Regions from separate parts of the Mus musculus genome. Here all the other regions are linked to region 1. The links are chromatin contacts, called in public promoter capture Hi-C maps. All regions are on one chromosome and are shown on one strand. Each heading gives the region's core, a stretch centred on a gene start, on an enhancer-like site or on the middle of the called end of the contact. The rest is flanking DNA. Distances are from core to core; before and after follow the strand shown. Region 1 holds the start of 4933408N05Rik (RIKEN cDNA 4933408N05 gene). Region 2 holds the start of Chst5 (carbohydrate (N-acetylglucosamine 6-O) sulfotransferase 5). Region 3 holds the start of Atmin (ATM interactor).

Region 1 (3,456 bases), core at 914-3,413:
TTTTCAGGTGCTTCTTAGTATTCGGTATTCCTCAGTTGAGAATTCCTTGCTTAGCTCTGTACCCCATTTTTTAATAGAGTTAATTGGTTTTCTGGAGTCCATCTTCTTGAGTTCTTTATATATATTGGATATCAGTCCCCTATCTGATTTAGGATTGGTAAAGATCCTTTCCCAATCTGTTGGTGGCCTTTTTGTCTTATTGACAGTGTCTTTTGCCTTACAGAAGCTTTGCGATTTTATGAGGTCCATTTGTCAATTCTCAATCTTACAGCACAAGCCATTGCTGTTCTATTCAGGAATTTTGATATCTCCCTGTCTTAATCTTCTGGGATTAATTCATAGCCACTATGCCTCAAGATCTCCATGCTAAGATCCAGGTCAGAAACTTGTATCTCCCAGCCTCCAGGTTAGGCTCACTGGTGAGGCTTCCAATTCTGGATTGTAGTTCATTCCAGATGTAGATGGTAGACAACCAGGAATAGCCACTACAGACGCCAAAGCAGACGTCCTGGGGGAATTCATTCAGCTTCCCACCTGATCCATGGATAGAGCCCCTCTTCAATTAACCTCCCCCATCCTGTATACTCTGGCACCCCAGAGATGTCCCCCACCCCCAAAGACCATGTGCAGTTAGGGCAGGATTACATGCAGATGCTGAGAAGGGCATCTGGAATCTCAGGTGGTGGCCCAAAGCCCCCCCTTCTCTGAGGGAATGATGGTCTCTTGCAAGCAGGCACAAGCAATTCAATGAAGGCAGCGCCTGCTTTGCTCAGAGGCCAGTATTCTACAATAGGGGTGGGGGTGAAGACCTGACCTCTACAAAATAGAGGTGGTGAAAGAAAATGGCAAGGCTGGATAAGAATGGAGTATGACAAAATCGATGTAGAAAATATCAGAATAAAAGCAGTTCTTTGTGTGTGAAAGATAGTCAAAAACTGAAAATACATCTTATAAAGAAGTGATTTTTAAAAAAAAAAATATTAAAGCCAGGTGTCTTAGTCAGAGTTCTGCCACTGTGGAGAGAAACCATGACCACGGCAACTCTTATGAAGGAAAGCACTTAAATGGGGCCTGCTTACAGTTTCAGAGGTGTAGTCCATTGTGGTCATAGGAGGTAGCGTGGTGACATATAAGCAGCCGTGGTGCTAGAGAAGACCCTCAGAGTTCTACAGCCAGATCCACAGGCAGTAGGAAGAAAAAGATGCTGGGCCTAACTTGGGTCCTTGAGCCCTCAGAACCTACCTCCATTGACACACTTCCTCCAACATCTCCTAATCCTTTCAAATGGTGGCATGCCCTGGTGACCAGGTTTTAAAATCCACAAGTCGGGGGGGGGGGGCATTCCTATTCAAACCACCACACCAGGCACTCAATAATGCAAGTACAATGTCAGTTTGAGCAACACAGAACCCTGTTACACAGACACATCTCGCACACACACACACAAGAGCACTTTCCCCCAAGAACCTTTGTCTCTATACTTTCTGAAAACATAGACCATATATATATATGTATATATATATGTATATATATATGTATATATATATATATGTATATATATGTGTATATATATGTATATATATACATATATATGTGTGTGTATGTATGTGTGTGTATATATACATATATATGTATGTATATATACATATACATATACATATACATATACATATACATATACATATACGCCCTCAGAGGCAGCCGCTGGAGCCGGAGCTGGAGCTAGTTGTTAGCTACTGGATGCTGGAGTGAGGAACCAAATTCAGATGCTTTGCAAATTCAGCAAGCACTCTTCATTGCTAAGCAATCTCTCTAGGCCCCACAAACAGCTGTTAACACTGCTTAGAGTAGCTAAGGCTCGCTTCTTATTAATCTGGAGGAATTGCTGCCTGACTTCCTAACAATTCCTACCAAACTCTTGGCTGTGCGAAATTTCCCAAACCTGTTCTCTTCCTCGTGGCTCTAGAGGGCCACCAGCTCTATTATCCACCAGCCACGCTTTTACACGAAGTCTGCTCTGACCACCTATGAATCCCAGTTTAGGACCAGTGTTCAATCTGACAAGGCTCTGCCAACACATCGCCCAGTTGCTGGAAGACAGTGTCTCCTTCGACTGTACCCTTGGATTCCCTATATATTAAGGTTTGTTTGGTCTTGATACCATGGCAACATAGAACCCAGGCTAATAGATATTCCTCGGTGGTTAAAAGAAAAAATAACTGATAGGCAAGCAGAAAAGATGCAAAGGAAACCTTTTCTTTTCTTTTCTTTTCTTTTTTTTTTTTTAAGGGTTGGAACTTTCCCGTTTCCCCTTCATGTCCCTGCCAATGGTCAGGGATAATTAAAAATTAGACCTTGGAGTCACACAGATGCTGACAAGGGCAACATAAGGCTGATGAGACCATCTGTTTCCAGCACTAATGGAAACAAATGGCAATAAACCAAATTACTCAGATTTCATCTCTCCCTGACAGGCTCTTCCAAAACACAGATCACTGTGCAGAATCCTTTCCACCACTTGGGGGAATTGTCTGACTACCCAAAATGATCCTAAAGACAGGGTCTAGTTGTACACCTCAGATCTTGTCAGCTCCTCCCCTCAAGCATCCCTCACTTCCTGTCCTCACTGGACTCCGAATTTCTTCACCTGTCAACATTGCCCTCAGGAAAGTCTTCCTGATTCCCTCACCGCACCTCACTACTCCTCACAGAGCCGCCCCTGCATGCTTCAACGGTGCCCCCCACCCCCTCCAGGAAGCAAGGCGCCACCCCCACTCCCATTTCCCTGACTGAGCCACCTACTCCTCTTCAGAACTCAGGTCTGACCGTACACAGCTTCTCTTCCGGAAACGCCTCTCCACTCCTGAAACCCCAGCGCGGAACGCCACTTTTCTCCAAATTGAGTCATTTCCTCCCCTGGGCTCCCACGCCTCTTCACTCATTCTGAGAACGTAGCTCTTCCCACACTCTCTGGGAATTGACTGTCTCGTTGGCCCCCTCCCTCCTCTCCCAGCCTGTAGGCTTTTCCAGGGTATGCTGCTGTTGCAAGCATTCATCTGTGCTTGCTGCCTGGCAGAGAGCTGGTTGAAGTTTATACCTTGGCCAAGGTGGACTGGTTGACGGAAAAGGCACATCTTTCTCTGGGGAGATGGGAATAACACATCTCTAAGCCTTGGCTGTGTAAGGAGCCCAAATCCTTTATAACATCATCATCACAATCTGACAGCGTGGATAAGAACTTGGGTACTCAAGTCCTTGTTATAGTCGTTGCTTGGGAAGAATGACCGAAGCTCACATTTTATAAACCTTTTGGAATGTTTAAATCACATTCAAAAGCATCAGTAATGGAATATTGATACCCTTGTTCCCACAGTGATGAACACTTATGCCTCCTTCCTTTACAGTCCCTAGTAGTTAAGATAAGTCTCAGGTATTGATATTAATCTGTATGCATAT
Region 2 (3,873 bases), core at 822-3,321, 2.4 Mb before region 1:
TCCATCGGAGGGACCAGGTTACTTAATCTCTCTGTGCCTGTTTTTTACTTTAGATTGATAAAACAGAGGACATAGTATCCCTAACTTACGGGCTCCGACTCAAGACGGGGATGCTCATATTTCTAAAGCACTTAAAATAACACTAGTCTTAGCCGGGCAGTGGTGGCGCATGCCCTTAATCCCAGCACCTGGGAGGCAGGCAGATTTCTGAGTTCGAGGCCAGCCTGGTCTACAGAGTGAGTTCCAGGACAGCCAGGGCTATACAGAGAAACCCAGCCTCGAAAAACCAAAAAACCAAAACCCAAAAAAAAACCACAAAAAAACCCAAACAAACAAAAAACCAACCAACCAAACAAACAAACACCCCAAAAAACAAAAAACAAAACCACTAGTCAGGTGATCTTGTGATCTGAGTCATAATTATATTATTCTATGAACCTAAGAGAAATTCCTCACATAAGAAAACCCCTAGCACAGCAGTCCAGACAGACTTTGATGACCCTCTGACTCTAACAAAAGGCAGCTAGTACAGGCAGAGAAAACACAAGTGCACACAACACAGAAGACTGAGAAATCATGGCTGGAAGCCTGGCTTTTGGGTTCATAGCCTATGTCAGATTCCTTCGTAAAATGAGACTAGAACGAGTCACCCCACCCACTGTCTTCTCTTCCCTGTATGTAGCTCTTTCTGCACCCGGGCTTCCAGTCAGCCTAGCCCCAGCCTCCCCCCCTACCCCCCCCCCCCCCCCCCCCCCCGTGTTCGAGCCTCAATTCCCTCATCTTTAAAAAGACAGCATTTAGCCGGGCGTGGTGGCGCACGCCTTTAATCCCAGCACTCGGAAGGCAGAGGCAGGTGGATTTCTGAGTTCGAGGCCAGCCTGGTCTACAAAGTGAGTTCCAGGAAAGCCAGGGCTACACAGAGAAACCCTGTCTCAAAAAAAAAAAAAAAAAAAAAAAAAAAAAAAAAAAAAGACAGCATTTGGTGTATTTAGCTAAGAGCATGGCAACACAGTCCTGTAATCCCAGAATTTATGAGTTGGAGGCCAGGCCACCCTGGGCTACAGTGACAGCCTGGACCGTACCAAGTAATCAGGCCTCAAATCCCAGAACCCTTAAGCCCTCCTTCCGAAGTGTGGGGGGAATTGAATTTGTTTCCCCTTCCTGCTATGTATTAGGAGGAAAGAGAAAGGAACATTTTTTGGGGTGCGCACAGCACATACTGCGGCCAAGAAAACCCACTGCTGTGTCCAAGACTGAACATCGAAAAGCCAAGCCACTAGACCCAAATTCTAGATCTGGTTGCAAACTAATTTTTTTCTTCAGCATTCTGTGACAAAGCTCTTGAGCAAGCTTAAAATGATGCACTACTAGTGGATGGGAGAGGGAAAGGAGGGGTGAAGCCCCTGGCGGACTGACCATTTCCAAGAGCCCTGCGAACCATAACTTGTCACTATGACACACATTATACACAATTCACTCTCGCCACCAAGCCTGGCTAAGCTGTCAGACCGGTGAGCTACGAGAGCTGCGTCTCCAGTTCAGTCCAAATCCCTCCTTGAAATGGAACATCCCACCTGGAGACCTGATTACTCATCTATACCCGAAAGCTTGGAGTTTGCCCACGAACTGGCCCTGCCGCCCAGAGGAGAACCGCTCTCTCCCCAGGCTCAACAAAGACTCCTAGGACTGGTCCCTTCCGATTTCTACCCCACAAGCAGTCCTTCTTCCCTGGGAATCCACGGGGACAGACTCCGTTCTTACGATCCCACAGCGAAGAAGGGACATCCAGTGACATCGGCCCGGGAATCTAGAGGGCACCGATGGGGTACTAACATATAAGAAACACTTGGAGAAAACCAGATAGGAATCCCGGAAGAGCAGTAAGAACGAGATGTTGGGGTGCAGGAGTCCTTAGTTATCCTTAACCTTAGTTATCACGAAGACCCGGGCCCCCCACCCTGGAGCAGGCACCCCGTCCCCTCCCCCGTCCCGGCCCCGCTCTACCTGCGCTGCCCGCTGCGCTTCTGCGCTGCGCACCCAGGGCGCACACAAAGAGCCGCTCAGTCGGTGGTGGCTCTTTGCCTGGGGCCGCCGGCGGGAGCCAGGGCGGGATCGGAGCAAGGAGGCAGCCAGTTGGCCTAGGGCTCCTCTATCCTTCCCAGGCGTGACCGTGGTGGGCCACGCCCGGGGGCGGGGGAGGGGGGCGAGGGCAGGAAGGTGGAGGACACAGGTGGGCTCCCGGAACACTGACCGCCCCCCACGGGGTGGGGTGGATGGATCATCAAGCCTGCTGGCAGAGCCACCGCTCGGCCCCACTAATGGACCGAAAATATCTGTCCCGAGGGAAGAAGCTTCCAGAGGACAAAAGGCCCTTGTGCAGGAAATTGAATCTTTATCTTGCCCCCTCCTCTGAGGGTGGCATCTTTGCAACTATCCAAACAGACACCTTGATGCCAGGGGGACCAGGATGCCTCCTAAACAACAGCGGAGTCGGGAGGGGCCGAGGGAACAGGTAGTTTTTGCAGCTGCCATCCCCTTCGGGTACACGCCTCTACCCAGAGGTGCAGGTCCAGATAAACACTGGACACATCGCAGAAAAGAGATTTCTCCTCTTAACAAGTAATAGGGCAGAGCCCAAGCATATGCAGAAGGCAGGGCTTTGTGGGAGATTTGTAAATCCGTGGTGGGGGTTCAAGTCCCTTCTGGGAGCCTTTCCGGGCTTGCGGCTTGGCAAGATAAAATTAGGATCCTTAACCATGACCATGAGTTTTCTGAGCTAGTAACTTCTTTCTGAATCTATCTTAAGGAAATAAACCAACAATGAAGATTTATATATAACTTTCAAAGAAGTGGTATTTACCACAGGGGGCGGGGAAGCTACAATGAGCACAAAAATAAATAAACAAATAAATAAATAAATAGCTGCATTCTAAGAGAATGCTGTCTACTAACTTCTGGGTAAAGTTAGATGGCGGTTACTTTCTTCAGAGCTGGGTGGTAGCAGCACAGGCCTTTAATTCCAGCACACGGGATGTGAAAGTGGGTCTCTGAGTTCGAGGTCAGCCTGGTCTACAGAGTGAGTGCCAGGACAACCAGGGCTACAGAGAAACCCTGTTTTGAAAAGTAAAACAAAAATTTAAAGTCAGGTTTGGTGAATCATTCCTGTAATTAATTCCAGCACTTGAGAAACTGAGGCAGAAGGATTACCTGAAGTGTAAGACCACCCTGGGTTACATTCCAAGACCCTGTTTCCATAACATTAAATAAGTTTAATCGAGGCTCGTGAGATTTACATATTTTCTCCAGGAGACACTTTTAGAATTTACCTGGCCAAAAATGTACAAAACTTACTTTGAAATGCATGAATGTGAAGAAGTGGGGGGGGGGGGGGAGAAATGAACAGAGTAGGGGGGACCCAGGCCTCACCTCACTCAAACAGAATCTGAACGGATCAAGTGACAAAATCAGACCTTTCCCCATCCACCTTCCCGGGATGAGTAATCAACTCAGACTCTGGGTTAGAGCTCAGCTGCAATTCTGTATATATTTCCACTATTTTTCCTTTTGCCATTCTGTGCCAAGTAGGCTTAGAACCACCCAACATCTGATCTGAAAAGCTGATACTCACCAAACACAGTTGTAAGTTTCCAGCCTGAGCCTCCCACTTGCCATATGGATTCCAATGAAAAAAAATCTTCTGTTACTAGGGGACTTTTGCCAAAGACCTAACAAAAGCGCCAGCGTCTTTAGGCAGGGCACTGGCAGAGGACGGCTATTAAAGTCAGTCAGTCAGAACCACGGGGAAGCTCTTCTCTCCCTATTCTCCACCGTCACCACCCCACACACACCCAGGGTCCCTGCCGTTCAGAAGCC
Region 3 (3,623 bases), core at 849-3,348, 2.6 Mb after region 1:
AGAACCAAGAAGCTACCCAACCCCAAACTAGGAGAGTCAGAGGGAAGCTGGAGGCTACTACGCAAGGCTGCATATCTAACGGCCTCTTTGTGTAAAACAACTTCTCTATTATACATATTCCTAATATACATATGCTTCTCGTGATCTTTTATCCATGGCACACTGAAACTGAGCATCACTGATCTGTGAATAAAGATACTGACAAACGCATTATCAGTTCCTTTGGATGAATATACAAATAGTCGTGAAAGGACTAAGTAATACTTATACAGTAATGTGTACAGGCTGTGGGTCATCCGATATGGAACCATTTTAAGTTTTAGCTTGGTCAGACATGTCAGGCGCTTCCCTCGTCCCTCAGTGATCTGAGTATTTGGGCTTTGTGCTGACAAGTTCTCACGTCAACTTGATACAAGCTAGAGTTGTCTGAGAGGAGGGAATCTCAGTTTCAGGAAATGCCTTCCTAATATCAGGCTGCAGGCAAGGGTATTTTCAGGCTGAAGGGTATTTTCTTAATTAGTGATTGATGAGAGAGATGGTCCCATCCCTGGGCTGGTGATCCTGGGTTCTATAAGAAAGCAGGCTGAGCAAGCCAGTAAGCAGCGCCCCTCCATGGCCTCTGCATCAGTTCCTGTCTCCGGATCCCTACCCTGTTTGAGTTCCTGTCCTGACTTCCTCCAGTGATGGGCTACAATCTGGAAGTCTAAGCCAAATAAACCCTTTCCTCCCCCAACTTGCTTTTTGGTCACGGTGTTTTATCACAATAGAAACCCTAACTAAGGCTTAAAGACATTTCCTCCATACATACCTTTTTAAGGGGGAGGGGGGATGGTTTGATTTTATTTGTATGAGTGCTTTGTTTGCATCTGTGTATGTATACCACATTCGTGCCTGGGAACTGGAGTTATGGATGGTTGTAAACCACCATTTGGGTGCTTGGAATCAAACCTGTCTTGTGTAAGAACATTAAGTGCTCTTAACCACAGAGCCATCCCCCTAGCCCCACTAGCTCCCTTTGACCACTCTCCCGACCAGTCAGTCACATACAAAGAAGTCATTCTGCCCACAAGGTTCATGAGTGGCTGAATGGGAACTGCCGAAGCCCTTGCACTTGCTGGGGTATTTATTCTACTTCGTAACTCTCCCTGGTACAGTTGGCAGGAATCTGGACCTGGAATCTGAACAAGAAAGCCTAGCGTCATGCTGAACAATTCTCAAAAATGCCTGCTTCAGAATTCCTGGAGTCTGAGTATGTCCCCAAGGCAAAGGGACTCTGCAGTTGAGCCCATTGGCCCTGTGATACCCAGGTCCAATGTAGTAGGTGGCATGATGACGATAGATGTCGGTTATGAAATGTGACAGACTCAACTTCCCATTCCTGATTTTGGTGTAAAGGAAGGCCCATTGGCAAAGAAATGCAGGTGACCTCTAGACGCTGAAAAAGGCAAGATCCTTGGAAGAACAAGCCCAGCTGACACCTTGCTTTCAGCCGACTAGATCCACCTCAGACTCTTCCCTCTTCAGAGATAAGAGAGAATTAGTCTGTGGGGGCTGGGCTGTAGCTCAGCTGGCAGAGTACACGTCTAAGGCACTGGGTTCAATCTTTAACGCTACCACTAGGCTTAGTAAAACCCCAGGAGTATGGAGGTAGTGGTAAGAGAATAAGGAGTTCAAGGACTCCTTGATTATATGGGGATTCTGAGGCCAGGCGGGGCCTCAAAGAATAAGATAAGTTTGTTTTGTTTTGTTTTTAGTGTGCTACCGATCAAATCCAGGGCCTTAAGCATGCTAATCAAATAGTCTACAATATAAAATTTATTCCTAATAACAATAAATCAACGGTCAAAAAAAAAAGGTTAAACCTGAAAGCATCTCTTTCTCTTCTATCCAGCTGTTGCCTGAGCTCAGGTCCCTAGGAAGTAGAAAGTGTGGGTTCATGGAACCTATCCAATTCACCTGTTCTCCCAGCACATGGGACTTCAACCTCCAACACGCGCTCGCCGCGGCCGGCGGGCGGCGCTGCGGCCACCGACCGGCCGGATGCTAATGAGCCCGGAGGCCCCGCCCCCTGCCGGAAGTGGCTGCGGCGGGGGCGGGCACTGCGAGAGGGGCCTGGCGGCCGTGCGGGAGCCATGGCGGCCACGGAGGCGGCGGCGGCCGATTCTGCGGGTCCGGCCCCGGGTGTCCCGGCCACGCCGGCGAGCACGCGGGGAGCCGCCGCCGCCTCTAGCCCGTGGAGGCCGCCCGAGTCGCGACTGCAAGGCAGCCGGCCGAGACCGGCCAGGGCTCGGGCCGCGGCCCCGGTGCCACCGGCCCGGGAGCTGATCCAGCCGACTGTGAGCGAGCTGTCCCGGGCTGTGCGCACCAATATTCTGTGCACCGTGCGCGGCTGCGGCAAGATCCTGCCCAACAGCCCTGCGCTCAACATGCACCTCGTCAAGAGCCACCGACTGCAGGTGAGCGGGCCGCGGCGGGGACGCGGGCGCGGGGTGTGCGGGGTTTGCGCCGTGCCCTGCCACCTGCGCCCGACCGACCGAGCACGGCGAGAGCGCGGGGGAGCGCGCACAACGCACCGGGCAAGCAGCTTCTCGGTGGCGTGCCCACAACACCTCGGGGAGCCTGCCTGTTTACTCAGGTTCCAAGGATGAGCGACAGGTGATGTCGCCAAGGCACCCAGATGCAACCCCGCAGGCTTTCCGCCCCTCCCACGAAACTGCCGGTGGGTCCTACCTGGTCACTCAAAAGCGGCTGCGGGTTGGGTTGGACTCTGGGCACTTGAGCTGCAAGTTTCACGAGGCTGCTGAGATCAACTCTGCGCAGGAAGGAGAGGGGAGGGAGGTTTCTCCCGTGGATCTGTAAGGAGGAGGTTCACCGGTAGCTGGTATGACGGATGTCTGACCAAGACCTCTCCGTGTTACATAAATGGGGACGGTGGCTTTCAAACCCATGGTATACTCTGGAAGCTTGGGGGAGGAAATCAGATGTTAGGGCCCCCATGCCAGACCTGTTAAGTCACAGCTGCTCAGCTTTTACAGTAGAAAGCTTCCTTTCACCGTCAGATCTCAGTGCCCCCAGTGCTCCAACTGGAAAACGCAAGTCACTGAAAGCAGTTTTGTGCGCCTTTCCCCTGGTCAGATTTGAGTCATTACTTGGAGGGTTGCAGGATCTCTCTGACCTGCAGGTGAATTCACCGTGGGCATCCCCCACCCCCACCCCTGAGAACTCCCCAACTGTAACTTTTAGGTTTTACTCTGTAGTAAGGCCAATAAGTGTAGTAAGGCCAACAAAAGGCAACAGTGATGTCAGGGAAAGGTCAGTCAGGAAATGTCAGCAGGGGCAAGCTGAGGAAGTTCTGTGTAAAGGTTTGAGCCTCGTTCCAGAACACAACTCACTACAGGCTCCAACCTGAAGCTTCCTCTTTCATCCTAAATGTTAAATTCTCTCTTTCTCTCACCATGATTTAGGGGGGTGGAGAGTGAGTGTGCCTGTAATAATTCCATGGCCTAATCCCTCAGCTCCTTACAACTTGCATTCAACAACGGTCACCAGCCTTCAGTGTTGTCCCCCTTGCTGATAGGATAGTTCATGTCCTTGTATAGCCCAAACTATCCTCAAACTCACCA

Evidence for each region. Promoter capture Hi-C pulls out the DNA fragments that hold promoters and counts their contacts.
Region 2: a promoter capture Hi-C map of hippocampal neurons shows a contact between it and region 1, with 5 times the contacts expected there. The contact joins the promoter of Chst5 here to the promoter of 4933408N05Rik in region 1. A contact is called at or near these places in 2 of 39 promoter capture datasets (cranial neural crest and hippocampal neurons).
Region 3: a promoter capture Hi-C map of liver shows a contact between it and region 1, with 3 times the contacts expected there. The contact joins the promoter of Atmin here to the promoter of 4933408N05Rik in region 1. A contact is called at or near these places in 2 of 39 promoter capture datasets (hippocampal neurons and liver).

Annotation. Positions count from the first base shown.
Region 1 is chr8:114,349,315-114,352,770 of GRCm38.p6, forward strand. It overlaps 4933408N05Rik (RIKEN cDNA 4933408N05 gene), which reads right to left and starts at 2,164. Exons shown (of 3, transcript NR_045831.2): 1 at 1,080-2,164. All of the region lies in intron 7 of Vat1l (vesicle amine transport protein 1 like), which reads left to right.
Region 2 is chr8:111,908,128-111,912,000 of GRCm38.p6, forward strand. Chst5 (carbohydrate (N-acetylglucosamine 6-O) sulfotransferase 5) reads right to left here and starts at 2,072. Exons shown (of 2, transcript NM_019950.2): 1 at 2,005-2,072.
Region 3 is chr8:116,941,295-116,944,917 of GRCm38.p6, forward strand. It overlaps Atmin (ATM interactor), which reads left to right and starts at 2,099. Exons shown (of 4, transcript NM_177700.4): 1 at 2,099-2,456. The coding sequence starts at 2,133. Cenpn (centromere protein N) reads left to right here. Exons shown (of 12, transcript NM_028131.3): 12 at 1-209. It also overlaps a transcript of Cmc2 not described here.